2 separate regions of the Mus musculus genome follow, and region 2 is linked to region 1. A link is a contact called in public Hi-C data. All regions are on one chromosome and are shown on one strand. The core of a region is the stretch at or near the end of the contact, and the rest is flanking DNA. Distances in the headings are between cores, read along the strand shown. Region 1 has its middle 18 kb from the start of Gm33033. Region 2 overlaps Ripor3 (RIPOR family member 3).

What was found. A called contact is a pair of places that touch in the nucleus more often than the background predicts.
Region 2: a Hi-C map of CD8 T cells shows a contact between it and region 1, with 1.9 times the contacts expected there. The contact joins two enhancer-like sites. A contact is called at or near these places in 7 of 39 promoter capture datasets (the C10 cell line, embryonic stem cells, hippocampal neurons and 2 more), 7 of 15 datasets of contacts at CTCF or cohesin (CD8 T cells, the NIH/3T3 cell line, embryonic stem cells and 3 more), 127 of 484 Hi-C or Micro-C datasets (the 63-12 cell line, the AML12 cell line, B cells and 61 more), 17 of 115 datasets of contacts at active chromatin or transcription factors (acute myeloid leukemia, bone marrow-derived dendritic cells, embryonic stem cells and 6 more) and 4 of 9 other capture datasets (adipose tissue, embryonic stem cells, liver and 1 more).

What each region holds. Positions count from the first base shown.
Region 1 is chr2:167,892,860-167,899,039 of GRCm38.p6, reverse strand. No RefSeq gene overlaps it. Among named protein-coding and RNA genes, the nearest start is that of Gm33033, 18 kb to the right of the region's middle. Within about 2 kb of position 3,854, at least 48 of the 459 cell types and tissues checked have an H3K27ac peak or open chromatin away from gene starts, as enhancers often do. A contact at or near this core is called in CD8 T cells and regulatory T cells, where this site is marked.
Region 2 is chr2:167,994,547-168,000,726 of GRCm38.p6, reverse strand. It overlaps Ripor3 (RIPOR family member 3), which reads left to right. Exons shown (of 22, transcript NM_001080708.3): 3 at 280-426; 4 at 3,405-3,483; 5 at 5,750-5,773; 6 at 6,020-6,073. Among named protein-coding and RNA genes, the nearest start is that of Ripor3, 13 kb to the left of the region's middle. Within about 2 kb of position 2,991, at least 44 of the 459 cell types and tissues checked have an H3K27ac peak or open chromatin away from gene starts, as enhancers often do. A contact at or near this core is called in CD8 T cells and regulatory T cells, where this site is marked.

The DNA of each region.
Region 1 (6,180 bases), core at 2,605-5,104:
TTTTCTTTGCTTGCCCATTTTCAGGCCACTTGGATACTCCAGAGGATTTAACCACCACGTGAAGCAGGGTAGGTACGGTGTCAGCTTGCTACAAGCTAGCATCATCTGGGAAGAGAACTGCAGTGAAGAATTGTCTGTACGGTGCTAGCTTGTGGACATGTCTGTGGGGGATTGTCTTAACTATGGTAATTACATTAGCTGACATGGGAAGACGCAGCCCGCAGCAGGCACAAGCAAGCAAGCAAGCAAGCAAGCAAGCAAGCAAGCAAGCAAGCGTGCAGGGAGCATGCGGTCATCCTCTATGCTCTTGACTGTGGATCTGACTAGCTGCTTCAAGCTCCGGCCTCGGGAACTGACCTGGCATTGTGGATTATAATTTGGAACCTTAGTTTGCTTTCGCCAGGATACTTTATCTCAATAACAGAAACTAGGAAAGACACACATCATCCTACAAGGGACCAGTAGGCCGGAGCCTCGTGCAGGCTCTGCCACTGGGCCTTACTGCCAGTTACTGTACCCTGCCTGCTGTCAGAGTTGCTTGATAACCCTCGTTAAGGAACTACATTTCGGCTGCTGGGCGCATGGTGCGTGCGGCTGCTGTGCGTATGCTCAAGTGCGCGAGGAGGAACCTTGGTGGTTCTCTTCCACTCATCCTGTTCCGACATGGGCTCACGCAACACGTGGGATCAGGGTTCCCCCAGGAAGTCAACTTTTTCAATTGGTCACCCAAATTCGCACATCTTCTCTGTCCTGAGCACGTGGGAAATAAGCCAGTCTCCCAGCGGATATAGGCGCTATGGTTGTCCTCATTTTACCGACTATGGAGAGGTTAAGTAACCCACTCAAAGCCGCACAGCTGGCCTGGTGGGAGGGCTTTTAAAACGACAATTCACCAGAACCCATCTGGTTCTGCAAAACTGGCCAAACTCCCGGGAGCTGTTTTCAAAAGGCGCCCATTCAGCCAGCCTGGGCATCAGGGCCTGGGGACTTGTAATGCCAGACAGTGATTCTAAAAAGCAGCTGAGACTTGGGGGAACCCTGGCTGGTGGCTTTCTTTAGATGGCCATAAGGATTTTCTCCACAGGACTCAAGTGACAAAGGAAAACAAACCTACCTACTACCACTTCCTGTTTAGAGGAGAGAAGAGAGATCTTCATGGACGCATGTTATGGAAATTTCCAAGCACACGAACGTTCTCAGAGCTGAGTGATTAAGAATTTTAATTAAATTAATTAATTAATTAATTAATTTTAAGAATTTGTAGACTCCGGAGCGCAGCGCAGAGCTGTGTGATAGATGTGATGGATGCCTGGGGGATGGGGTGTGTATGGGGGTGGGGTGAGGGTGAGGCCTGCATCTCAAAGGTTTCAGAGGTTGGTAATCACGCTTTGGGGTCCTGTGTTCTACACACATCCTATCACCATACCTTAGTCATGGGGCAAATCCTCGAGGCAAGAGCTGCTGGGAAATGCTAACCAGCAGTGGGCCTCCCCATGATCCTGTCATGAGGTGCAGAGAAAGGTGTTGTCATGGGTGTCTCCGTGCGTGCCACAGGGCCTGTGTGGAGTTTGTTCTTCTTTTCCACCTTTGTGTGGGTTCCGAGGTACTTAGCTTAGGTACCAGGCTTGCATGGTAAGTGCCTTTATCAATGGGGCCATCTTGCCAGCCCTTCCCCACCTTGTTTTTGGAGGCAGGGTCTCTCGAAGGAGACCGTCCCTTCTGCTAGGCTACCTGGCCCTAGGGGTTCAATTGTCACCACCTGCCCAGGCCTGAGACTACAAGACTGTGCCACCACACCTAGCCTTTACTGGGCTGTAGAAGCTTAACCCATGCTCTTGGGCGTTCATGACAGGCAGCTGACTGCCCGAGCCATCTCCCCTGCTCCTGCCCCCCCAGGCACCACAGAAGAGCATAAAGTTTGGACTCTGGGACACAACACATTCCTCACCCCCTGGAGGAGCCTGTGCCATATGGTTTCAGGATCGCATCTAACCATGACTGCCAACTTCAGGAGGCCCCACTTGGCCGGTCTCTGGCTTGGGCTATGCCGTATGGCTGGATAATGCAATAGACACATGTGGGGCCTTTGCATTATCAACAGTAACAGATTAGAGCCAACAACGCTTATTTTAAAATTTCTTCTCTGGGGTATTGTCATCAGGGTTAGGGTAGACATTAATTAATATTTTGCTGATTATGTAAGAAGCCACATGTGGGGACTCAGATCGCTTTTGGCTGGAGACTCTGACTCCCAGCAGCTCTTGCACCAGACGAGGGTAAGGTTTGTGGATGAAGATGAGGAGGGTGGACTTGATCTTGAGGCCACGAGGGGCCATGCAAGAGGTTATATCAGGAGAGAGCCCTGAACAGCATTTAATGCAAATTAAATACAAGGTGGCAGTCAGGCAGAGTCTATGCTGTGATCTGGACAATGTTTGGGAGATCCCAACATGAACCACAGCAACGGGGAGTAACGATCGTCACACTTAAAACGCTGGTCCCGTTTCTCCACCCATTGCCGTCTTTCCTACGTATGCTGCCATGTCTAGGGCACGTTCTTCTTTTAAAAGCACATATTTTTCCCTTACTTAAATATTTATTTTTGAGACAGGCTCTCAGGTCGGCACTGAATGCTCCAAAAAGTATAATGTGGTGTTGAACTCCTAGTCTCCTGACTACATTGCTCGTGTGTGTGTGTCCACCCCAGCTAACCTAGGGGTTTGTGCATGCTAGCCTGAACAAACCCTCTACCAACCAAGTTATCTCCCTAGCCCCAAGTGAGTTTGGTTTCTAGATTGTGTGTGTGTGTGTGTTGTTGTTGTTGTTGTTGTTGTTGTTGCTCTTGGAGATCAGAGGAGGAAATCCGATGCCCTGGAACTGGAGTTACATATGGTTACATGCTGCCAAGTGGGTCCTGGGAACTGGACTCCAGTCCTTTGGCAGAACCAAAAGTAGTCTTAGATACAGAGTGGTCTCTTCAGCCCAAGAATTTAGCTTTTAAAGGAAATCGCCTCACTCCATTGTGCACAACATCCCAGCTGGGGCTTTGCTGCCACTAAGAGACCCCAGATTCTCAGCAGCTTGTTAGGGGTGCTGGTAGCTGTCCTAGAACTCCTTCCTGGCCCTTCAGCCTCAGCCTCTGAAATGTTGGGGTCACAGAAGAGCACCCACACCCACTGTATGACTGGCTGGTCCTGGGATGGGCCACGTCTGTTTGTGTGTCATCCACCCCTGTTCAGCCGCAGACTCAGGAGCACAACTCCATCAAGCCATTGCTGCTACAGAGAGAAAAGAGTCAGACCCAAGGATGGCTTCCGAAGATCCTGTTCAGAAGTTCAGCTCACCTAGTAAAAATCTCCTGTGCCACGCCATCTACTACATGGTCTGCGATGGGAGCCGGGCTCTTGGCCTGTTGTAGTGTTATGTCTTCATTGGATCAGCCTTGTTCACTTGCAGGGATCTATCCTTATCAGGCCCGGGAACCTCAGACATTCCCTAGGAGAAGTGGGCGGGGGAGCTTCTCAGCCCCTCTTCCCATGCGAGTGTGTGTGAGAGTGAGTGAGTGAGTGAGTGAGTGAGTGAGAGTGAGTGAGTGAGTGAGTGAGTGAGTGAGTGAGTGAGTGAGTGAGTGAGTGAGTGAGTGTGCTGTGGTGTGCGCCCTGAGCTGGGCCCACCCGAAGTTCCCGCGTGAACGAACATCGATCGGGTGGGCATTTGCGGAACGATACTGCGGTCCATGAGCAGTTCCAGGCGCGCCCGCCAGGTGTCGCCCCTTCCCAGCGGTCGGAAGGCGCTGCTGAGCGGGCGGGTACCAGGGAGCCGGTGACGCACTGTTTGAACCAAGCTCATCCAGTCGGTCGGTCTCCCAGGTTAGGTTGCTTCTGAAGCCTTGATGCTCACGAGCCGCCCAGCATTTCTACGCGCCTCGTGTTGTATAGATGGGAAGTGAGGTTGAGGGAGTTGTAGAGCCTCAGGGGTCCCAGCTAGTAAATGGGAGACAGAATTCCACCTCGGACTGAGTCAGACACACGAAGAGTTCTGACACCCAGCAGGAGGCAGTAGGATCCATGTTATTTTAATAGGTACTCCGTCTCAGACAGACACTAGGCAAAAACAAACAAACAAACACCTGGGAGACTTCAAAAGTTTGTTGTTGTTTTTTTTTAGTCACTTAACTCTACTTTGAAAATCATTATTATTTTGATTTAGAAATCTCTAGGAGGTTGAGGCATGAGAATCAAGAGTTGAAGGTCAGCTTGATCTTCATAGAAGACATCCTTGGCTCCAAGGAGGAGGAAGAGGAGAAGGAGGAGGAGGGGGAGGGGGGAGGGGGAGGGGGGAGGAGAGGAGAAGGAGGAAGAGGAGGAAAACTACCCACTCTCAGGTCTTGAGGCAGTGCCTTCCTGACAATGATGTTATTCTTATTTCTCTTTGAAATCTTCATGGGCTGGCAAGATAGCTCAGTAGGTAAAGGTGCTTGCTGCCAACCTGGACAAACTTGATCCCAGGGATACACATGGTAGAAAGAGACTGCTTCTGCAAGCTGACCTTCACAAACATGCTGTGGTGTGAGTGTGCATACATACATACACACAAATAAATAAATAAATAAAAGAATGTCATTTCTTTAAAATTGTTTTTTTCTTCTTCTTCTGGTTTTTCCAGACAAGGTTTCTCTGTGCAACAGCCCTGGCTGTGCTGGAACCTGCCGATTTGTAGACCAGACTGACCTCGAACTCACAGAGATCCTCTTGCCTCTGCCTCCTGAGTGCTGGGATTAAAGGCATGCACCACCATGCCTGGCGTAATCTTTTAATCTTAAAATAAATCAGCTAAGAAATGAACACATATGGGAAAATGTTGTAATAGGAAACTGAGACCAGGGTGGGGGGGTGTTGACTTTGTAGTGCATGGCTCCTACGTGTAGAGTCACAACTCTACCCTAGACTGAGTTAGAGGGCTAGGACTCGGCTGCCTAAAGAGAGTGGGTTGTTCTCTGCGTCTGCTGACTGCCAGACCCGGTACCTCTCCTCCACCTCCCCTCCTGCAAACCCTCGTGGTCACTGTGTCTCAGGGATTGTTGCTGAGAGAGCCAGGAGGTAGGTGCTAGGCACGTGAGCAGATTCCTGTCCTCCCTGTTGCTCCACACCCTGTTCTGAGCAAGTTTGTTTTCTTTTTCCCCCTCTTAACAATGCACCTTGGTGATCCCTCCAGACCAACACCAGGAAAACGTGCTTCACACATTCCACAGTGCGAACATAAACTTGAACCTCGATGGGTGCCTGGCCATAGCTGTTTCTAAGCTTTGTAGCTAATAAACACCACACAATTATCGCCTGTGCGCTCAAGCCACTGCTCTGTTCCCTCTGATGCACTCCTAGAGACTCTGCTGTCCGTCACAGGACACAGGCTTTTGAAACTTCCACAATGATTGTCTAAATGTTTAAGGTTGAACCTACTCAGAGACATTCAGCCCAGATGCCAGGGAGGCCCTGGTTTTTCCTGCCTGGAGCCCGGGCCCACTACAGTCAGGCTCTATCTCCACCTGGCCAGTAGAGGACATAACTGTCCACAAGGTCTAGCCTGGAGCACTCATCATTTTATGTTAGGGCTTGAGTTTTAAAGTGCGTGTCCAGGATCAGTGAGGCGGCTCAACGGGTGAAGCAGCTTGCCACCAAGCCTGATGACTTGAGTTCGATTCCCTGGACCTGTATGGTGGAAGGAGAGAACAGACTCATTTGACAACACACACACACACACACACACACACACACACACACACCATGGCCTGCACATGCCCCTTCCCGGCCAAATAAATTTGAAAACATACTCTCTAAGAGATGCATGTGTGGGCCATTTGCCTTGCTTTTCTGTAGAGAGGCGAGTGTTTTGTTTATTCGTTTGTTTTCCCTATTTCTCTACTTCTAGCGAACAGTTGTATTTCTGACGGCTTGGCAGGATTGCTTCTTAAATGTTTATTTTAAGACAGGAGCTTGCTCTGTAGCCCAAGGGCTGACATGACAGGTGTGTGTTTACTCGGGGCTGGGGGGGTCTTTACTAGGGCTGAGGGAGTGCAGAGTTTGGCATCACATATGTTAGCAATGTACATGTTTTAAGCATATGTATGAAACAAAGACAGAACCCTCACGGGCCATGGCGGTTCACCCTCTCTTCTCTAAG
Region 2 (6,180 bases), core at 1,742-4,241, 100 kb before region 1:
CTGTAGGAACCTCGGGGCTAGGATTCAGCCCCATGGATGCTGCTTTGCCTGCACAGAGCATGCTTGCCACTCATGGGATCTGTCTGCTTCTCTGCATCCTCACTGATTTCTGATGCTAAGCTTTTGTTATTGTCCTCTTCATTGTCAAACCCAGGCCTCCCATTTTCCAGATGAGGAAACTGAGGCCCCAAGAACCCCAGCTTTCTGAAGACCACTCATCGTGGAGGTGATGGAAGTGGAGCCCAGCCAGCTGTCCTGACTCTCTGTCCCCTCCCACAGAAAGTCCATCAACAGGAACTCTGTGCGGTCCCGGCTGCCAGCCAAGTCCTCCAAGGCCTACAGAACACTGCGCAAGGGTTCGCTATGCCTGGATCCCCGGCCGCAACAAGTGAAGAAAATCTTTGACGCTTTGAAGAGAGGCCTCAGGTGAGTGGGGAGCAGCTCCTCCCCCCGTGCCCTTGCCACCTCTCCCTGGGGATGGTGGGTCTGTCTGAGAGACACAGGGCATATGGCTGCTGCCACTTCAGCTATAGCAGGGAGGCAGGTAGACAGTCTCTGGTCTCATGGTAGATGGATTGTCACACCGGGTCTGGGACTGCCGAGGATGTGAAAGACGGCTGTCAGCACCATGCTGGCCTCTGGAGCCTGACATCCCATGTATAGAGGCGGCACGTGCAGAGACTCTGGGTGGGAGCCTGTGCTCTGATCTCAGATCTCAGCTCACACAGCATTGGGGTGGGGTTGGGGTGAGGCAGTCAGGGGAACTTGGACCAGAGACTGACAATTGGCTGGGCAGAAGTGAGAACAAATGGCAAATTATTGGAGCCTAAGGAGTACACAAGCCCTTCTGTGTGGCACTGTCTCCAGTGGGAGACAGACAGACAGAGGTACTGAGAAGTATGTCAGGCGGTATAAGTGCTGTGGAGGAATCAGATGAGGCAGGGAGGAGTCTAACATGTTTTAAAGGGACGTCCCTGGGCAGGTGTGCCATGGCACAGCCACAGAGAGGCCAGAAGCTCAGAGAGCAGGGACCCTAGTGCAAGGGAAGCAGGCAAAGGGGACAATGGGACAGGGCTATGGGAGCTGTGGCAGGCCTTTGCTGTTCATCACAGAGCCATGGAAGATTCTGAGGTGAGGAAGGAGGCAATCAGGCCTTCAGGCCTGGGCTTTGAGATCCTCTGACAGCTGCAGACTGGCGGTGGATGTGCTGCACATGGTGGGGGTGAGGAGGAGCCAGGAGTGGATTGGGGAGGAACAGGCATGGAGAGGAGAGAGAGAGGAGAGAGGTGGCCGTGGAAACAGCGGCTGAAGAGATTTGATTCTAGTCTGCATAGGGATAGATGTTGCTGGGCTCCAGCCTGGTGAACTCTGTGCAGCCTGGAGGGGGCACTGGTGTCCCAGCTGGGAAAGCAGGAGAATCCCCCACAGGACAAGTTTGAACTGAAATGAACAGGCTCATCAGGGTCCCTCCTCTGCTGGGGCAGCCAATGGCTGGCTTGCTTCCTTCCTTTCTCTCTCTCTCTCTCTCTCTCTCTCTCTCTCTTTCTTTCTTTCTTTTAAAGATTTGTTTATTCCCAGAGTGGTGGAGCACGCCTTTAATCCCAGCACTTGGGAGGCAGAGGCAGGAGGATTTCTGAGTTCGAGGACAGCCTGGTCTACAGAGTGAGTTCCAAGACAGCCAGGGCTACACAGAGAAACCCTGTCTCAAAAAACAAAATAATCAAAAATAAATAAAAAAAGATTTATTTATTATTATATCTAAGTACACTGTAGCTGTCTTCAGATGCACCAGAAGAGGGCGTCAGATCTCATTACGGATGGTTGTGAGCCACCTTGTGGTTGCTGGGATTTGAACTCAGGACCTTCGGAAGAGCAGTCAGTGCTCTTAACCACTGAGCCATCTCTTCAGCCCTAAAGGGTTTCTCCTTCCTTCCTTCCTTCCTTCCTTCCTTCCTTCCTTCCTTCCTTCCTTCCTTCCTTCCTTCCTTCCTTCCTTCCTTCCTCCCTCCCTCCCTCCCTCCCTCCCTTCCTTCCTTCCTTCCTTCCTTCCTTTCTCTTTCTTTCTTTCTTCCTTCCTTTCTTCCTTCCTCCCTCCCTCCCTCTCTCTCTCTCTCTCTCTTTCTTTCTTTCTTTCTTTCTTTTTCTTTTTCTTTTTTTCTTTTTTCTTTTCCTTCAAGACAGGGTTTCTCTGTGTAGCCCCAGCTGTCTGTAGACCAGGCTGGCCTTGAACTCAGAAATCTGCCTGCCTCTGCCTCTGCCTCTGCCTCTGCCTCTGCCTCTGCCTCTGCCTCTGCCTCTGCCTCTGCCTCCCAAGTGCTGGGATTAAAGGCATGCACCACCACTGCCCAGCAGCCAAAGGCATTCTTATCTTGATTAGATAAACCCAGAGAGGGAGGAGAGAGAGAGAGACAATGACAGAGACAGAGATAGAGACAGAGACAGAGAGAGACTGAGAGAGAACTGTGGATTGGGGCAGAAACCATCATAGCAGGAAGGACACACCTTAGCCCTACAAGAGAATGGCCTCTGGAGGCATCTCCCACATACAGTGGCACCTAAGTTCCGTAATGTCAGCGCAGAGCAGAGACCACCCTGACCCAAGGAGAGGGAGGATAGAAGGTGCCCTGAGAGGAGCAGGTTTTCAAGATTCTCAGTCTAACTGAGACAATGCTCAGTGTCGGAGAGGCTAAGGTTCTGTCAGACAGTGCTGGGGCTGGGTATCCTCCTGAAACAGGTGTGAGTCTTGAGGTCTCATGGAGGGAAGGAACCCTGGGAAGGGGAGCCCTGGCCAGGCAGATCTGGGTTCCTGCTTCCTTGTTGTCCACCCAGGACACTAGAAGCCCTCTGCAGCACTCTGGGATCTGGGTTGGAGGGCCCCCTCTTATCAGGATCAGGGAGGAGGGGCAGAGCTGGCCAGTGTGGTTAGACAGCCAGCTGCCCTGACATCGTCAGAGTGAACCCAGTCCTGGGTTGTCACTGGAAGGGACTTTCCCTTCCCAGGTGCCACTCTCACCTCAGCTGCAGTCTTCATTACTTCCGCTACTCAACATTTCACTGGGTCCTCCCTTCCTATGGGTCCTTTCTCCCCCTGGCTCCATGGTCTCATCTTCCTTCTTCCCTGATAGCCTTCTGCCTGTTCTCACAGCCTCTGGTCCCCGCCTCCCTCCCTCTTCTATCCACCATGCCTTCCTCAGCCTCTCCCCCCCCCCACTTCCCCTGCCTATATATATATATACATATATATATATAGCCATCTTCACAACGTACTAGTAACAGCTAGACTGAATTGTGGGCTTCTGGGGTAACAGAGGAATCCCCATAAGGGGAGCTGGCCAACCCGTATGCTGGGAAGACTAGCCCACTCCCCCACTCTGCTCAAATCCACCCCTCTCCCTCCCCTGCAGGGAACATCTGTGTGAGCAGCAGGCTGAACTGGACTACCTGTGTGGACGCCACACGGACACCCAGAGGGGCTCCAGGCTGGTGAGTGGCCGGGATGAAGATGGCTTTTAGCTTACAGCAGCCAAAAGACAGTCAGTGGTCTCCACCCAGAGGCCTGTGGTATTTGTGGTGAGCTTTCCTCGCCATGGTTCTGGGAGGAGCTGTCAGACAGGCAACTGCAGAGGTCTCGATGGTCCCGATCTCCAGATTTGCCCTTCAGACAAATCTGTTATTCAGGCAAGTTGGCCATTTCTCTGCTACAGGCCCTGCCCCTGCCCCAGACTGAGCCTGAATGTTGTGGTGTCCAAGGTGACAGTTTTCTGTGGACATCGAGGTGCCGTCTGAGCCCAGACTCAGTCTTGGCAGATTCAGGGCTCAGTGTATCAACAACACCATGACAGGATGCCCGGTTAAACTTGATCTTCAGAGAAGCAACAACTTTTTTTCTCTCTCTCTCTCTAAGCCTGTGACCCTGTAAGAAGCTGAGGTCATCAGTAGGTGCCCTGTGCTTCACCTGCTTAGGGACAGCCACTCCCACAAGGGACCCCTTGTCTCGGTCTCTAGTCACCCTGATCCTTCTCATTCTTTAACTCTGTGTCCCCGGTCAGTCCAGCCCCCTGCCCCTACTAAGCCAATCAGAAGAGCCAAATTAAAAGTGGAAAGCAGAAGGGGGAGACTTAGCCAATGTGTTAACAGGACTAAGGGAACCCAGGTCACACCCCAAAAGTCCGGATGGTCCTGAAGTGAGATCAGAGTTTAAATCGAGGTCGAAGCAGTCCCGGCTGGAGGACTTCTACAAATGAGATTACGCCACCAGCTGCTGCCTGGTGAAAGTGGCACCCAGCCTGCGTGGGTCCCACACCAGGAGCAAAGCTGGTGTCTTGTCACATGCTCTGGACTTCTTCTTCCCAGCTGTGTGTCCCTGTGTCCCTCCTCAGGATGTCCAGCCTTCAGGATTGGCTGGATTCAAACTCAGAAAGGGGGAGAAACAGTAGATCGTATGTATATCAAAGCAGCTCCCAGCCCTTTCTGGGTCCCTGCTCCCACTGACTCCGAAGACTAGGGTGTTGGGCGGGATGGAAGGCTCAGTCTCGTGTGGGTGTCAGCCACAAGGGAGGGCAGAACTCGTCAAACACGGAGCCTCCCTCAGTAGGCGACTGGGTGAGGGCAAGAACAGAGAGAGGGGAGAGGCACTACCGAGCCCTCACCCACTCCCAGTACCACCTAACCGCAAGGGGGAGCGGTGGCTCCCACAGCATGCCCTACTCTTCGGTCTAGAAGTCTCTCTCAGGTAGACAATGTATAAAGAGGCCCGTCTCAGAAGTCTCCACTGCCTGATGCTATACCACACCAGTGTCGGGGGAGGATGGGGGCCCCACATCTAGGACAGAGTGCCTGAACCCCACAGGGAGAGTTTTGTGGGTTTCCAAGAAGCCTGCATTAGAACACCTCTTCAAAAATCTCAGGTCCTTCCCAGCTCCTCATTTTTTGATGTTACATTTATTTGTTTGTTTATTTGTGTGAGGGAGAGGAGCAAGCAGGCATGCACCTGCCACAGTACTCCTGTGGAGGTCAGCAGTCAACTGTGGGTCCCAGACACTGAGCTCCGATCATCAGGCTAGGCAGCAGTCACCTTTACCCATGGAGCCATCCCGCGGGCCCAAGGCTTCATTTATTAGCTGAACTTTGAAGTTTGTGATCTGGAGGTCCGTTGTGTGCCTACTCCTTCTCGCCTTGTTGTGACAAGATTAAACAGCTTAAGAGAGAAAAGGCTAGCTTCAAAGGCTCAAGGCGAGACATCCGGAGGGTGAGGCAGCCCGTTGCGGCTGCAGCTAGAAAGCGGAGCGAGTTGGACATTGGTGTTTAGCTGGCTTTCTCCTTGCTATGTAGCCCAGGACCCCAGCCTCTGGGGCACCACCACATTCATTTAGGGTCCATCTTCTCACCCCAGTTGATGAAATCTAGAAACTGCCTCCCAGGCATGATCGTCTTCGAGGTGGTTATAGATACAGCCTGTCAAGGTGACAGTCGATATCGACCATCACAATGACTGATACCTATTTTACAAAAGAACAAAGCGGGGTCCAGAGAGGTTGAGTAACTTGCCTGGGACACACAGGGACACAGTGACAGACCTAGAACTGGCTTTTCCATAATGCATGCCTTTAGTTCAGTTTCCCCCCGGGTGTCCGTGGCCATGAGTGGGGCAGGCATTGGCTTTGTCCTGGAAGCTCAGGTGCCCCTGTGGTGGCACAGGTGGCCCTGTGGTGAGAGGTCTCTGAGGCTGACACTCTCCTTTTCTCTGCAGGCCTTCTACTATGACCTGGACAAGGTGAGCCTGTGCCCCTGTGTGGTCTCCAGGGTGGGTCAGACTGTCTGGGGTGGCCTTGCATCCCAGGTGCACTTGGGCAGAACACCTGAGCTTCCTCTTACATTACAAGCAGAGAAACTGAGTCCCACAGCCAGCCTCTCTGAGGTCTGAGCTCAGTACCCCGATCCTGGGGAGGGGGTGAGGTGTGGGAACCTGGTGGTGGGAACCTGGTCGCTTCTAAAGCAGTTTTTCTTATTCTGGGGGAAGCAACTGCGCCTGGTGGAGAGACACATCCGGAAGGTGGAGTTCCACATCAGCAAGGTGGGTGGCTCGGGCATCACAGGGTGTTATGGAGAGGGTGTTAAGGGGCTAATGGGAGCAACATGTTACAGGGAGTCATGTGAGATGACTTATGAATTGGGGGGAGC